2 separate regions of the Macaca mulatta genome follow, and region 2 is linked to region 1. Evidence: chromatin contacts called from public Hi-C data. All regions are on one chromosome and are shown on one strand. Each heading gives the region's core, a stretch centred on a gene start, on an enhancer-like site or on the middle of the called end of the contact. The rest is flanking DNA. Distances are from core to core; before and after follow the strand shown.

Region 1 (6,725 bases), core at 1,392-3,891:
AAGATGGCGCCACTGCACTCCAGCCTGGGCAACAGAGTAAAAAAAAAAAAAAAAAAAAGAAAAAATATTGCATTAAGTAGTTGGCCAATTAATGCTATAAGAAGTTTGCAGAAAGACACTGTGGGATCTCTCACTGGTCATATAGTATGGGAAATGTTTATCATACTTCTTCACTCTCGTGGGGGATTCAATCAAAAGCTATGTTACTTCTGACTAATTTTTTCAGCAGTGTGATTCTAACGGTATTCCTGTTGCATTGCTGATTGCCAGCATTAGACTTATGGAGCTTCTTTCTGTTTATCTAATGACTCTATGTGCAAAACTTTCACATATGACATATGATTCTACTTATTGCTACTTATTTCTTTCATATTAGTATGCTATCTAATTTTAAACTATTACATAGAAAATGAACTAGTTAACTCAAAACATTTCTCATTACTGAAATAACGTCTTTTTTAGAGAAAATCGGATATCGTAACTTCATTCTCCAAATAGAACAGAGTCCTCCCTTTAGAAGGAACATATATAAGAGGTTTCTTAGGTTGTGTTTCCCCAGAAACTGACCCAAAGGGTAGGATTTGAGGGCAAGTATTGTAATCTATTTGGGATGTGATCCTGGAAAGCATTGGTGGGGAAGAGAGTAAGGAATTAAGTAGGGAAACCAGGAAGGAAGGAAGGAAGGATAGCAGGCAGGTAACACTGTTCCCTAAAGGGGAGGTTACTGCTGTGTGTACCTGAACCTCAAAAGTTGGGCACCTTTGGGAGACTAGAGTACAATTTACCGTAGTCCTAAGCTCAGTGGGAAGCTGGAGTATTTTTATGTCAACATCTTTTTTTTTTCTTTTTTTTTTTTGAGACGTTGTGTTAGTTTGTTGCCCAGTCTGGAGTGCAGTGGCACTATCTAGGCTCACTGCAATCACCACCTCATGGGTTCAAGCAATTCTCCTGTCTCAGCCTCTTGAGTAGCTGGGTTTACAGGCACATACCACCACGCCCCACTAATTTTTGTATGTTTTAGTAGATACAAGGTTTCACCATGTGGGCCAGGCTGGTCTCAAACTCCTGCCCTCAAATGATCCACCTGCCTTGTAAAGTGTTGGGATTACAGTTGTAAGCCACCATGCCTGGCCTCAAAACCAATCTTTGATTGGTTGAGGGCTGCTCTGAGAGGAATTAACTGCTTGGCTCCTCTGGCTTGCCCCTCTGCACTGGCAAAGTGGGGTCTGGCAGCCAGAGGAAGCCCTTGAATGGGGAAGCAGAGAGGGAAGAGTAAGATGCCATTGGCCTGCCAGTAGGAAGCCCATGACATACTGTTGGAGCCCCAACCCTGTTAGTACAGAAAAGATACCTGGCTTATATGCTCTGCTATATCCATCTTTGAGCCTAGATGATGTTAATTAACTCTTTAAAAAGATATTAAAGCTCTGGTGACATCTGAGAAAAAGATGGTATGCTTTAAAAGGTAGGAGTGTACAGCTCATACATTGTCCCAGCAGCCGGCTTTATTACAGAGATGGAGCTCTGATGGGTGGAAGACCAAGATTCCAGGAAGAAATCAGTTAGTTCACCAGCAGGTTGGGAAAGAGAGATACTTCAAACAGCTCTGAGAGCAATATTTCATAAAGACAGGCAGCAGGAAGAAAGCCTTCTTAAGGCCATATTGACTTTTGCACCTAGCAAATGACCCTTATTCTTCATTCCCTGAAAAAAGAGAGAAACAAACAGTAAACATTTTCAAAGGATCGGTAATGCTTTAATAGCTCTGCTTAGTAAGTGGAGTATTGGGTGTTATTTCGAAGTCAAAAACCCTATCTTGGTTGATTTACCCTATAACCTGGATTTTCGAGAGGCAGCAGAATGGAATTGTCTCAAAGTACTGACTTTTCATTATTTTCCATGCAGATCCCTGAGGATAAGAGAAGGAAAGGTTTTGTCTCGGGGAGGGTAGGCTTCTCCTAAAAAGAGAATTCTGGAAGTCAACATAATTAAACAAAGAGGAAAATGTGCCAGACAGGAGTGGGTGGGGGCTGTTTTCTCTTTGTGGTTGGTTGTGGTGCGTTCAAGATTCCTCGCCTAAGATGAGGTTCCTGAGCTTCCAGTAGCCGACTGACTGCCCGAGAGACCCAGGGCTCCGCGAGGCGACGGCGCAGGTGTCGAGGCTCCCTGAAGGTGAGGAGGCCGACGCTCCAGGAGGCCCGCCCAGGCGGGCCCTGAGTCCTGCCTCACGGCTGCTCCCTGGGATCCGAGGGCGGAACGGGACGCGCAGGAACCCGGCCCGACGGGCGCGGCTCACACCCGTGCGCTTCCTGCGCCCTGGGCCTCAGCGGCCAGAGCCGCGGCCCTGCGCGTTGCCGGCGGCCGCTTCTTTATCTCTTGGCCACCTCTTTCCTCTGACCCCACTGCCCAGCACTGTACGCGTCCAAACTAAAGAAACATCATTCCCTTAAGGAGCTGGGGAAAGCGCGTGCTCCGCTCGCCCTGGCACCGGGGGTCGCCCAGCTCGCGGGCCGGGACGGGTGGCGCAAGAGGTGGTGCTCCCTGTCCGGGAGGGGACGGGGAAGAGGGCATCTCTGGTCCTGGGATGCAATTGTCCCGGTTTCTCCTTCTGGCCCCCTTCGCCGCGCGCACGAACTCTAGGGGAAGTTGGCTGTAAAGTTTCCGAGAGCGGCGTGGGCTGGTGCGAGTGAAGCGCTGGGCGGGGGAGGCGAGGACAGAAGCTCTCCTCGCGGCGTCTTTGTTCTGCTCTGGAGGAGAGACCTTGGCAAGGAGTCGCCGGGCGGGTGCAGGGACCTACCGCCACGACATTCCGGACCCAGCGGGAGCCCTCCCCTGAATGCCCCTCCCCCCGCAAGCCTACCCAGGACATAGCCCCCAGGTCCCCAAGCTTCCGTCTGCCTCATCCCTCTACCCCCAAACTTCATCAACCCGAAAAGATCCCAAGTCTGGGATGGGGAGAAAGGAAAGAGGGTGGAAGCAAAGGTGCGCGGCAGGCTGGATACCAACTAGAGGGTGGGTGTTGGCATGGGAATGTTTTTTTCTTTTGCCCTAGAAATTGCTTCCCCATGCGGGCCCCCACTCTCTCCCATTTCCCCCGCCTCCCTGCTTTCTTTTTCTTCAATTCTAGTGAACCTAGAAGGAAAACGAGTGCTGCTCTGAGTCACTCAGCGAGCCAGTGCTGTGGCCCGAAGTTGGGATCAGGGTCGAGGGGTGGGGGACCATTTGGATGGGATCCCAATTCTAGAGGTTGAGGATGACAGCAAAGGACCTGGGGAAGGGTCAGAAGCTGTCCCTGGTCCGAGACACCTGATTTGTCCGGGACAAGGCAGTGGGGGAGGGGAAGGGAAGAGGGGATGCTCGGCCGGGACGTGTCGCGGCAGGGGGTAGAGGATGAGGAGGCGGTCTGGGACCCCGACTCATATCTTTGGGGTGAGCACGAGGATATGGTGTAGGGAAGAGGACGAGTGAGCAGCGCCTGGCTCTAGGGTCGGAGGGAGCCTGATCGTCCTGAGAGCCTTACCTTCGCAGTTTGAGATTAGGGGAAGTTCGGGGCCTGAGAAGGTGGGCACGATGCTGGAGCTGGGAATCCTTCCTTGGAGCCCCTGGACCGAGTTGCGCTGCGCCTACAGCAACAGGTAGCCCCGAGGGATGGATGGAGGCCCCGGCCGAACCCCGAGCTGGCCTTTGTCCTGCCAATTAGAGGGTTCTCCAGAGGGACAGCGTGGGTGGGGGTAGGTGGGGAAGGGTGGGTGAGGAGAATTTCCTAACACTTGGAGCCCCTTAGAGTTGTTCTGTGTGTTGGGTGGAGGAGGGTGAATCCGAGAGGACGAAGGAGGATGAAGAGCCTATCCTGCGCCCCACCTCTGATTGTGTAAGCGCCTTTATCTAGGGTTGACCCCCTACCCTTTGCATTTTGTCTCTTGGGATGACGAAAAACGGGCAGAAACTCGATGCCCAAGTGAATGGTTCACATTGATTGGCAGGGAAAGTGCAAACAAAGAGGTGCATCTCCGGGAAACAATGATTTTGGAGATCCCCTGCCCACCGCCCCAGACTTGTGCGCGGTGCGGAGGGGGCCAGGGCTGGCATCTCCCGGGAAAAGTTTCGAGCCAGGCAGTGGGAGGAGACGGTCCGGGCAGAGTTGCGATGAACTGGGGACCGAGCAGCCCCAGCTCGCCTCGGAGGTTCCCGAGCCGGGCGGGAGATGCGGGGAGAGGGAGGGGGCGGGGAGGGAGGGGAGGGAGAGAGGAAGAAGGGGTGAGAGGGAGAAACCTGCCGCCGCTCGCCGCCTCTTTGTCTGCTCCGGGACTTGGAACAAAAGGGGGAACTCTGATGAACTCTCTTTCCTCCCCTCTCCCCGGACGCCGGGGTATCTCCCTCTCGCAACTTTGCCGCCGCGACTTTCTCTGCTGTCAGGCCAGGAAAAAGTGTCCAAACGCCTCGCGGACTGCAGCGGGGGAAATGTCCCTTAAAAGTGCGACGAAGTGGGGAAGAAGGTGAGTGGGGACTGTTGTCCTGTTTACCTCTCTCCCCTCAACTCGCCCCGCTCCCCGCCCTTCGGAGGGCAGAGGAGTAGCTCAGTGGCAAAGTTTGGCTGGTAAATTGTACCTCCTTTCCCCATTCCCCTCCCTTTTGTTCTTTAAAGAACTCGCGCAATTGTTTCATTTGTTTATTTTTAATAGGCAAAAGCCAAGTAGGCATTTATCTCATGTGCTTCTTTATATGAGGGGCTGGGGGGATGGGGAGGAGGGTATCAAAAGGGTGGGGTGAGGGAGTATTGCCTCGCTTTCTTCCAGCTGCACTCTTGTAGGGATGAATATGCAGAAATTGAGAGGGGCAAGTCCAGCCTCGTCCCCACCCTAACCCTGACTTTGGTCATGCAAAAGAAAGCGATATGGATATGGGGGTCGTTTGTATAAGTTAGCTGTCTGCAGAGCGCTCTGTAGATACCACGCACAATATAAAAACGGTGCAACAATGGAAGGAAGAAAGGTTTGGGTTGGAGGGGATTGGACCCTTGTGTTAGCGGTCAAGGAGAGGTTTACAACAAACAGATCTAAGAGTTCAGAAAGTTTTCTTCGGGGCTGAGAGGGGTGGAGGAAGCCACAGGTTCCAGACTGTCAGAGATGCAGGGATGGAGGGGATGGGGCCTGGACCACTAGTTAGAGCCATCCCGTTCGCCCCTTTCAATTTCACGATCCACCCGGAATAACCCAGGCTATCCTTGGGATCCGTCCTCACCTCTCTCACTTTCCATCACCCCCGCCCCCAACCCCATTTCAACGTGTTTGAATAGAAAGCAGAACGTGAGCCCCAGAAGCTCCTCTGACCCAGCCTTCCGCCCCGCCTTTTGTGTTTTAACCTTTTGTTTCTATCTGCCACGCCCGCCCAAAAGAGGGATGGCTGTTACTGCTTCTGCGGGGTGAAGAGGCAGCGCAGACCACTCCGTCTTCATAGGCTAAAGAAGACGCCCTAACTTTGTTTCCTAAGTAGCTTAACTTCGGAGTGTTTCTAGGTTGGGTCATGCTCGAATGAGGGGAACACTCAACACCTAGTAAACATTGCCAGTTTAGGTACAATTTCTCCCATCGCTTTTCCATTTTATACAGGAGTTGTTTATCCCATACTGTCAATTGGTTTGTAGAAAAAGCATTTTGGGGGCCGGGCGCGGTGGCTCACTGTAATCCCAGCACTTTGGGAGGCCGAGACGGGTGGATCTCTTGAGGTCAGGAGTTCGAGACCAGCCTGGCCAACATGGCGAAACCCCTTCTCCGCTAACAATACAAAAATTAGCTGGGCGTAGCAGTGCGTGCCTATAGTCCCGGCTACTTGGGAGGCTGAGGCAGGAGAATCGCTTGAATCCAGGAGGCTGAGGTTGCAATGAGCTGAGATCATGCCATTGCACTCCAGCCTGGGTGACAGAGCCAGGCTCTGTCTCAAAAAAAAAAAAAAAAAAAAAAAAAGGAAAAGCATTTTGGAGACTGAAGTTGGGGGTTTGTTGAAAGTGGGCAAATGTATGCGCTATAGGAATATGCAGAATAGGCTTTTGGAATTCTACATGCAGAATAACCTAAAGATTATTATCTTCAGGTATGTTTTGTGAGATCATTTCTAATGCCAAGATAGTTTATTGCCTTCTCCACTTTCTTCTCTCGTATATTCCCAAGTGCTAGAGGCTTTCCTCACTCCCTTGGACTTACTTTTGACGAGACAAATGAAACATCAAACTGCATGCACTGTCAATAACTTGAGGAAACACCCAAACATTGTCTTTTAGCTTCTTCAACTTTTGATTCTGTATACAGTAGTTACTACTGAAGACTTGTACCTAGAAATGATTCAACTGCTAGAACTACGTAGTTTTGAGTTTTCGTATCAAAGACTGAAATATATTATTGCAACAATTACTTCCTTTTAGAAAGTGAGGAGGCAGAATAACTTGGAAGCTAACTTTAATTAATTTCAATTGTATAGGTGTAATTACTATTATCAGCATCTATAAAGCATCATGCATTTGCTGGAGTACTTCCTAGCACTGACCTCCTTCCTTCTGCGTTGTTCTTACTGGATCTTTCTATCAGCCAACAATATGGAAGTACCAATACAAGGTCAAATCATTCCTGGATTCATCTGGAGTTACTGAACAGTTAAATCATTGGAAGTTTTGGTGATACCTTTTCTATATGGATTACAATTTGATCTCTGGGAATTCTCCACCGTAAAAA
Region 2 (6,725 bases), core at 1,720-4,219, 68 kb before region 1:
CTCACTAGAACAGATCTATTTCAGAAGTCTAAGCACTTCTGTAATATATAAATATATATACAGTAATCATCTTATAAAGTCAATGGAAGTTACTGATACCATATTTCATCAAGTCTGAGACAAAATTTTTCTTTTCATTTCAACGCTTCTGAAATAAGGAGACATCCTACATCTAGGGGGATATCACAGTTTCATTGGCAGTTCTTCTTCCTTGGTGGAATGTAATGGTGTGTCTTAAAATTTGTTGGATTTGTTGAAATACATGTAACAAAAGAATGAGGCCAGTGGCTATGTTTTAGTACACCCTTTAAAAAATCCGTGTGTTTTAAGCAGAAATATATGACTGCTTTAATTTCCACTCTTCCCCATCATATTCGATGATGGAAGCATAAATGACTTAGAAATAGAATCAATAATACTGATACTCAACTTGACTGAATTATCAAACTAGCTACACCCTCAAGTCATTAGTTAGTACAAATCCAAAAATAAATATATTCTTGTTTATCCTAGTGAAAACATTGATCTTATAGATAATAGCCCTCTTAAAATAATTTTTTTTTTGTCAGATTGGTTACATTTAAGGATGTGTTTCTATGCACACCAGATAAAATGAAGTTTATAACACAGCAACACTGTTATGCAGAAAAGGTGCCTGTGTGTTTTTGGTTTGGGTTTTTCTTTTTTTAAGGATTTGTTTCTCATTTAAAAAAAAAAAAAGTATATAATACAAGTAGCTAATGGTCAAAAATTATTTGCTTTTACCCACAAAAACAGTTTTGCTTGTGGTTGATCCTTACAGAGCCAGTCAGATGGCTACATAGGGTGTTCTTTCCAGTAAAATTCTAAGTCTGACAACCTGGGCCTATTGCCAGCCTACATACTTTATAAGTTTGACAAGATAAATAGAAATTTACTACCCAGCACTAGTTTACTCTGAATCAAAAGCTGACTTAATTATTTTGGATTGATCTTACCTAACCACTTATGGTTGGCCTGAAGAATATTAGTTTCCTATTATAGTGTTAAGGAAAGCTGATTTTTACTACAATTCTAATTTTCAGACGTTGGAAAACAAGTAATTTCTGTGGCCAACATTTATTTTGAATACCTTGGCATCCTTTCTTTGCCACATTCTTCTTAGTATTCTTCATGGAGTTCCTTTCTTTTAAAATCAATGGAATGGCAGGGTTGCCACTATTGTCCTTGTATGGTTCACATCAATGATCTGTTGTTGTTATTATTATTATTATTTATTATTTGAGACAGAGTCACACTCTATCACCCACTGGAGTGCAGTGGCTCAATCTTAGCTCACTGCAACCTCCTGGGTTCAAGCAATTCTCCCACCTCAGCCTCTCAAGCAACTGGAATTACAGGCACAAGCATCCCGGCCCAGCTAATTTTTTTATTTTTTTATTTTTAGTAGAGACAGGGTTTCACCACGTTGACCAGGCTGGTCTCAAACTCCTGACTTCAAGTGATCCACCCACCTTAGCCTCCCAAAGTGCTGGAATTACAGGCGTGAGCCACCGCGCCTGGCCTGTTATTACTTTTTTACATCAGTGGTTATTCTGTGTTAGTCTCTTGAACAACATGCAGCTTTTACTAGGAGCATGTCTGGTATTTGAATTAGAAAGGAAGGTATTAGTATTCATTGAGGGCTTACAATAGAGCAGGTGCTTCATAGTCACAAATTCTTTGACCCCTCACAACAACCCTCTATGAAGTAGCTCCTCCATATAATAGATGAGGAAAACTGAGACTTCGCCACATCCCCATAGTTACAAACCAGTAAGAAGGATTAGCAGCCAGGTGTACTATGAATCCGGAGGCCCTACTCTCTTCTGCTACCACTTATCACCTCCTTCTACAGTTTCTCTTTGCCTTGGTTTTTCAGTTCCCTTCGATTCAAGTAACAAATAACAAGAGGAAATATATAAGAAGGAAAGGAGGGAGATGGCTTTGGGAGGAGGAGAGGGAAGAGAGTGAAGCAATCTTTAATTCTGAAAACAGGGAAAACAAATATTTAGAAAGTAAAACCGATTTCCATCCTTTACATACGATTATACATCCTATACAAAACTCTGGAAATTTGCCCATTGAGGTAATTATGGAGCACTACCTAATGTGTTTCACGGAAAGCTCCTCTGTTTGGGCTATGCAGGATTTACAGGGAGTTTAAATCATTAAATAACCATAGTTGACCCCTATTTGGTTAAGAGAGTAAGCAATTATTGCAAAGAGGTCTTCCCTGCCTTCCACAAACAGCACAAAAATGGTTCTGAAGGGATTTACACAATACATCAACATCTGTGCTGTACCTAGAGTTGTTAAAATAATTGTGATGACAGGTGTCTAGGTACCACTTTCTTAATGGTTTTCAATATCCATTGATTTATTGTTGTGGCTTTCTCTTCCCCTTTACAGCTTTGGCTTTAAGAAAGAGCTGGGGAACAGATTTTGCACGAGAGGCTGATTCTTTATTCCAATGCTGAAAAGAAGTAATAAAAATAATCACTTGGCTTTTAAGCAGAAAGCTTCCATTTACAGTATTTCACCCTTACCCCGCCCCCTTCCAAGCCCCTTGTTATCTAACATAATGGTTAGAATACATTTCCGTCTCTCCCTTTAATAATTTCATGCATTAACATCCTCTTCACACACTGTACACACACGCACGCCCGCACACACACGCGCGCGCATACACACACACAGCAAAAGGAAAAAAGAGGCAGCAGAAATCTCAGCTGTACTTCTAGCCCTTTTAAAAAGTTTGCTCTGTAAATTGGAATGAGGTCAGATTTGGAGCTTCTCATTGCACGCGGAGATTATTATTGCATCGGGTTCCAAGCCAATGGGAAGCCCGGGGGAGGGGTTTGGCATGAGGAAGCGTTGGTTACAGCAGCTGATTGGCTGCAGCCAAGACTGTGAAAGGATAAAGAGGCGCGAGGCGGAATTGGGGTCTGCTCTAAGCTGCAGCAGGAGAAACTGTGTGTGAGGGGAAGAGGCCTGTTTAGCTGTCGGGTCTCTAGTTCTTGCACGCTCTTTAAGAGTCTGCACTGGAGGAATTCTTGCCATTACCAGCTCCCTTCTTGCAGAAGGGAGGGAGAAACATACATTTATTCATGCCAGTCTGTTGCATGCAGGCTTTTTGGCTTCCTACCTTGCAACAAAATAATTGCACAAACTCCTTAGTGCCGATTCCGCCCACAGACAGTCCTGGAGCCAGAGTCTTTTTTGCTTTGCATTGTAGGAGAGGGACTAAGTGCTAGAGACTATGTCGCTTTCCTGAGCTACCGAGAGCGCTCGTGAACTGGAATCAACTGCTTCAGGGAAAAAGAAAAAAAAAAAAAAAAAAGACTTGCCTGGGAGGCCGCGAGAAACTTGTATTGGAAGCTTCAGCAACCAGCATTCGAGAAACTCCTCTCTACTTTAGCACGGTCTCCAGACTCAGCCGAGAGACAGCAAACTGCAGCGCGGTGAGAGAGCGAGAGAGAGGGAGAGACTCTCCAGACTGGGAACTATAACTCCTCTGCGAGAGGCGGAGAACTCCTTCCCCGCATCTTTTGGGGACTTTTCTCTCTTCGCCCACCTCCGCCCCTGCGAGGAGTTGAGGGGCCAGTTCGGCCGCCGCGCGCGTCTTCCCGTTCGGCGTGTGCTCGGCCCGGGAAGCCGGGAGGGCCCGGCGATCGCGCCGCGGCCGCCGCGAGGGTGTGAGCGCGCGTGGGCGCCCGCCAAGCCGGGGCCATGGTGCAGCAAACCAACAATGCCGAGAACACGGAAGCGTTACTGGCTGGCGAGAGCTCGGACTCCGGCGCCGGCCTCGAGCTGGGCATCGCCTCCTCCCCCACGCCCGGCTCCACCGCCTCCACGGGCGGTAAGGCCGACGACCCGAGCTGGTGCAAGACCCCGAGTGGGCACATCAAGCGGCCCATGAACGCCTTCATGGTGTGGTCGCAGATCGAGCGGCGCAAGATCATGGAGCAGTCGCCCGACATGCACAACGCCGAGATCTCCAAGCGGCTGGGCAAACGCTGGAAGCTGCTCAAAGACAGCGACAAGATCCCTTTCATTCGAGAGGCGGAGCGGCTGCGCCTCAAGCACATGGCTGACTACCCCGACTACAAGTACCGGCCCAGGAAGAAGGTGAAATCCGGCAACGCTAACTCCAGCTCCTCGGCCGCCGCCTCCTCCAAGCCAGGGGAGAAGGGAGACAAGGTCGGTGGCAGCGGCGGGGGCGGCCATGGGGGCGGCGGCGGCGGCGGGAGCAGCAACGCGGGGGGAGGAGGCGGCGGTGCGAGTGGCGGCGGCGCCAACTCCAAACCGGCGCAGAAAAAGAGCTGCGGCTCCAAAGTGGCGGGCGGCGCGGGCGGCGGGGTCAGCAAACCGCACGCCAAGCTCATCCTGGCAGGCGGCGGCGGCGGCGGGAAAGCAGCGGCTGCCGCCGCCGCCTCCTCCTTCGCCGCCGAACAGGCGGGGGCCGCCGCCCTGCTGCCCCTGGGCGCCGCCGCCGACCACCACTCGCTGTACAAGGCGCGGACTCCCAGCGCCTCGGCCTCCGCCTCCTCGGCGGCCTCTGCTTCCGCAGCGCTTGCAGCCCCGGGCAAGCACCTGGCGGAGAAGAAGGTGAAGCGCGTCTACCTGTTCGGCGGCCTGGGCACGTCGTCGTCGCCCGTGGGCGGCGTGGGCGCGGGAGCCGACCCCAGCGACCCCCTGGGCTTGTACGAGGAGGAGGGCGCGGGCTGCTCGCCCGACGCGCCGAGCCTGAGCGGCCGCAGCAGCGCCGCCTCGTCCCCCGCCGCCGGCCGCTCGCCCGCCGACCACCGCGGCTACGCCAGCCTGCGCGCCGCCTCGCCCGCCCCGTCCAGCGCGCCCTCGCACGCGTCCTCCTCGGCCTCGTCCCACTCCTCCTCTTCCTCCTCCTCGGGCTCCTCGTCTTCCGACGACGAGTTCGAAGACGACCTGCTCGACCTGAACCCCAGCTCAAACTTTGAGAGCATGTCCCTGGGCAGCTTCAGCTCGTCGTCGGCGCTCGACCGGGACCTGGATTTTAACTTCGAGCCCGGCTCCGGCTCGCACTTCGAGTTCCCGGACTACTGCACGCCCGAGGTGAGCGAGATGATCTCGGGAGACTGGCTCGAGTCCAGCATCTCCAACCTGGTTTTCACCTACTGAAGGGCGCGCAGGCAGTGGGGAGCGCCGGGGGTAGGAGAGGAGAAAAAATAAAAATAAAAAATGAAACGAAAAGGACAGACGAAGAGTTGAAAGAGAAAAGGGAAAAAAGAAAAAAAAATGAGCAGGGCTGGCTTCGACCGCATTCCCGTCGTCGGAAAGCGCGGCGGCGTTTTGGACCCGCGCTCCCATCCCCCACCTTCCCGGGCCGGGGACCCACTATGCCCAGCCGGAGGGACGCGGAGGAGGCAGAGGGTAGACAGGGGCGACCTGTTATTGTTGTTATTGATGTTGTTGTTGATGGCAAAAAAAAAAAAAGCGACTTCGAGTTTCCTCCCCTTTGCTTGAAGAGACCCCCCTCCCTTTCCAAAGAGCTTCCGGACTTGTCTGCACCCCCAGCAAGAAACCGAGTTAGTTTTCTAGAGACTGAAGGAATCTCCCCATTCCTGCATCACCACCTTGGTTTTGTTTTATTTTACTTCTTGGTCAAGAAAGGAGGGGATAACCCAGCGCTCCCCTCCCCTCCCCCCTTTTTAAACGCCTGATGAAGACAGAAGGTTCCGGGGTGACGAGTTTGGCCGATGGCAGATGTTTTGGGGGAGCGCCGGGACTGAGAGACTCCACGCAGGCGAATTCCCGTTTGGGGCTTTTTTTTTTCTCTCTCTTCCTTTTCCCCCTGCCCCGTCTGCAGCCAGAGGAGGAGATGTTGAGGGGAGGAGGCCAGCCAGAGTGACCGGCGCTAGGAAATGACCCGAGAACCCCGTTGGAAGCGCAGCAGCGGGAGCTAGGGGCGGGGGCGGAGAAGGACACGAACTGGAAGGGGGTTCACGGTCAAACTGAAATGGATTTGCGCGTTGGGGAGCAGGCGGCGGCGGCTGCTGGTCCTGCGCCTGCCTTCTACGTGAAATCAGTGAGGTGAGACTTCCCAGACCCCGGAGGCGTGGAGGAGAGGAGACTGTTTGATGTGGTACAGGGGCAGTCAGTGGAAAGCGAGTGGTTTCGGGAAAAAAAAAAAAAAGAAAAAAAGAAAAAAAAAAGGTTTTTTTCTTCTCTTAATCGGAATCGTGATGGTGTTGGATTATTTCAATGGTGGGGTTAATATAGCATGTTATCCTGTCTATCTTTTAAAGATTTCTGTATAAGACTGTTGAGCAGTTTTTAAAATAGTGTAGGATAATATAAAAAGCAGATAGATGGCGCTATGTTTGATTCCTACAACGAAATTATCACCAGCTTTTTTTCATTCTTAACTCTCTAAAGGATTCAAACGCAACTCAAATCTGTGCTGGACTTTAAAAAAACAATTCAGGACCAAATTTTTTCTCAGTGTGTGTGTTTATTCCTTATAGGTGTAAATGAGAAGACGTGTTTTTTTCCTTCACCGATGCTCCATCCTCGTATTTCTTTTTCCTTGTAAATGTAATCAGATGCCATTTTATATGTGGACGTATTTATACTGGCCAAACATTTTTTTGCTTTTGTCCCTTTTTTTCTTTCCTTTCTTTTTACTTTATTTCTTTATTCCTTCCTTTTTTTTTTCCTTGTTTTCT

Evidence for each region. A called contact is a pair of places that touch in the nucleus more often than the background predicts.
Region 2: a Hi-C map of fetal cortical plate shows a contact between it and region 1, with 2.3 times the contacts expected there. The contact joins the promoter of SOX4 here to the promoter of LOC106997839 in region 1. A contact is called at or near these places in 2 of 14 Hi-C or Micro-C datasets (fetal cortex germinal zone and fetal cortical plate).

The regions. Positions count from the first base shown.
Region 1 is chr4:161,457,630-161,464,354 of T2T-MMU8v2.0, reverse strand. LOC106997839 reads left to right here and starts at 2,641. Exons shown (of 11, transcript XR_013417061.1): 1 at 2,641-4,496; 2 at 6,475-6,725.
Region 2 is chr4:161,526,023-161,532,747 of T2T-MMU8v2.0, reverse strand. SOX4 (SRY-box transcription factor 4) reads left to right here and starts at 2,969. Exons shown (of 1, transcript XM_001098923.5): 1 at 2,969-6,725. The coding sequence starts at 3,751. The coding sequence ends at 5,178.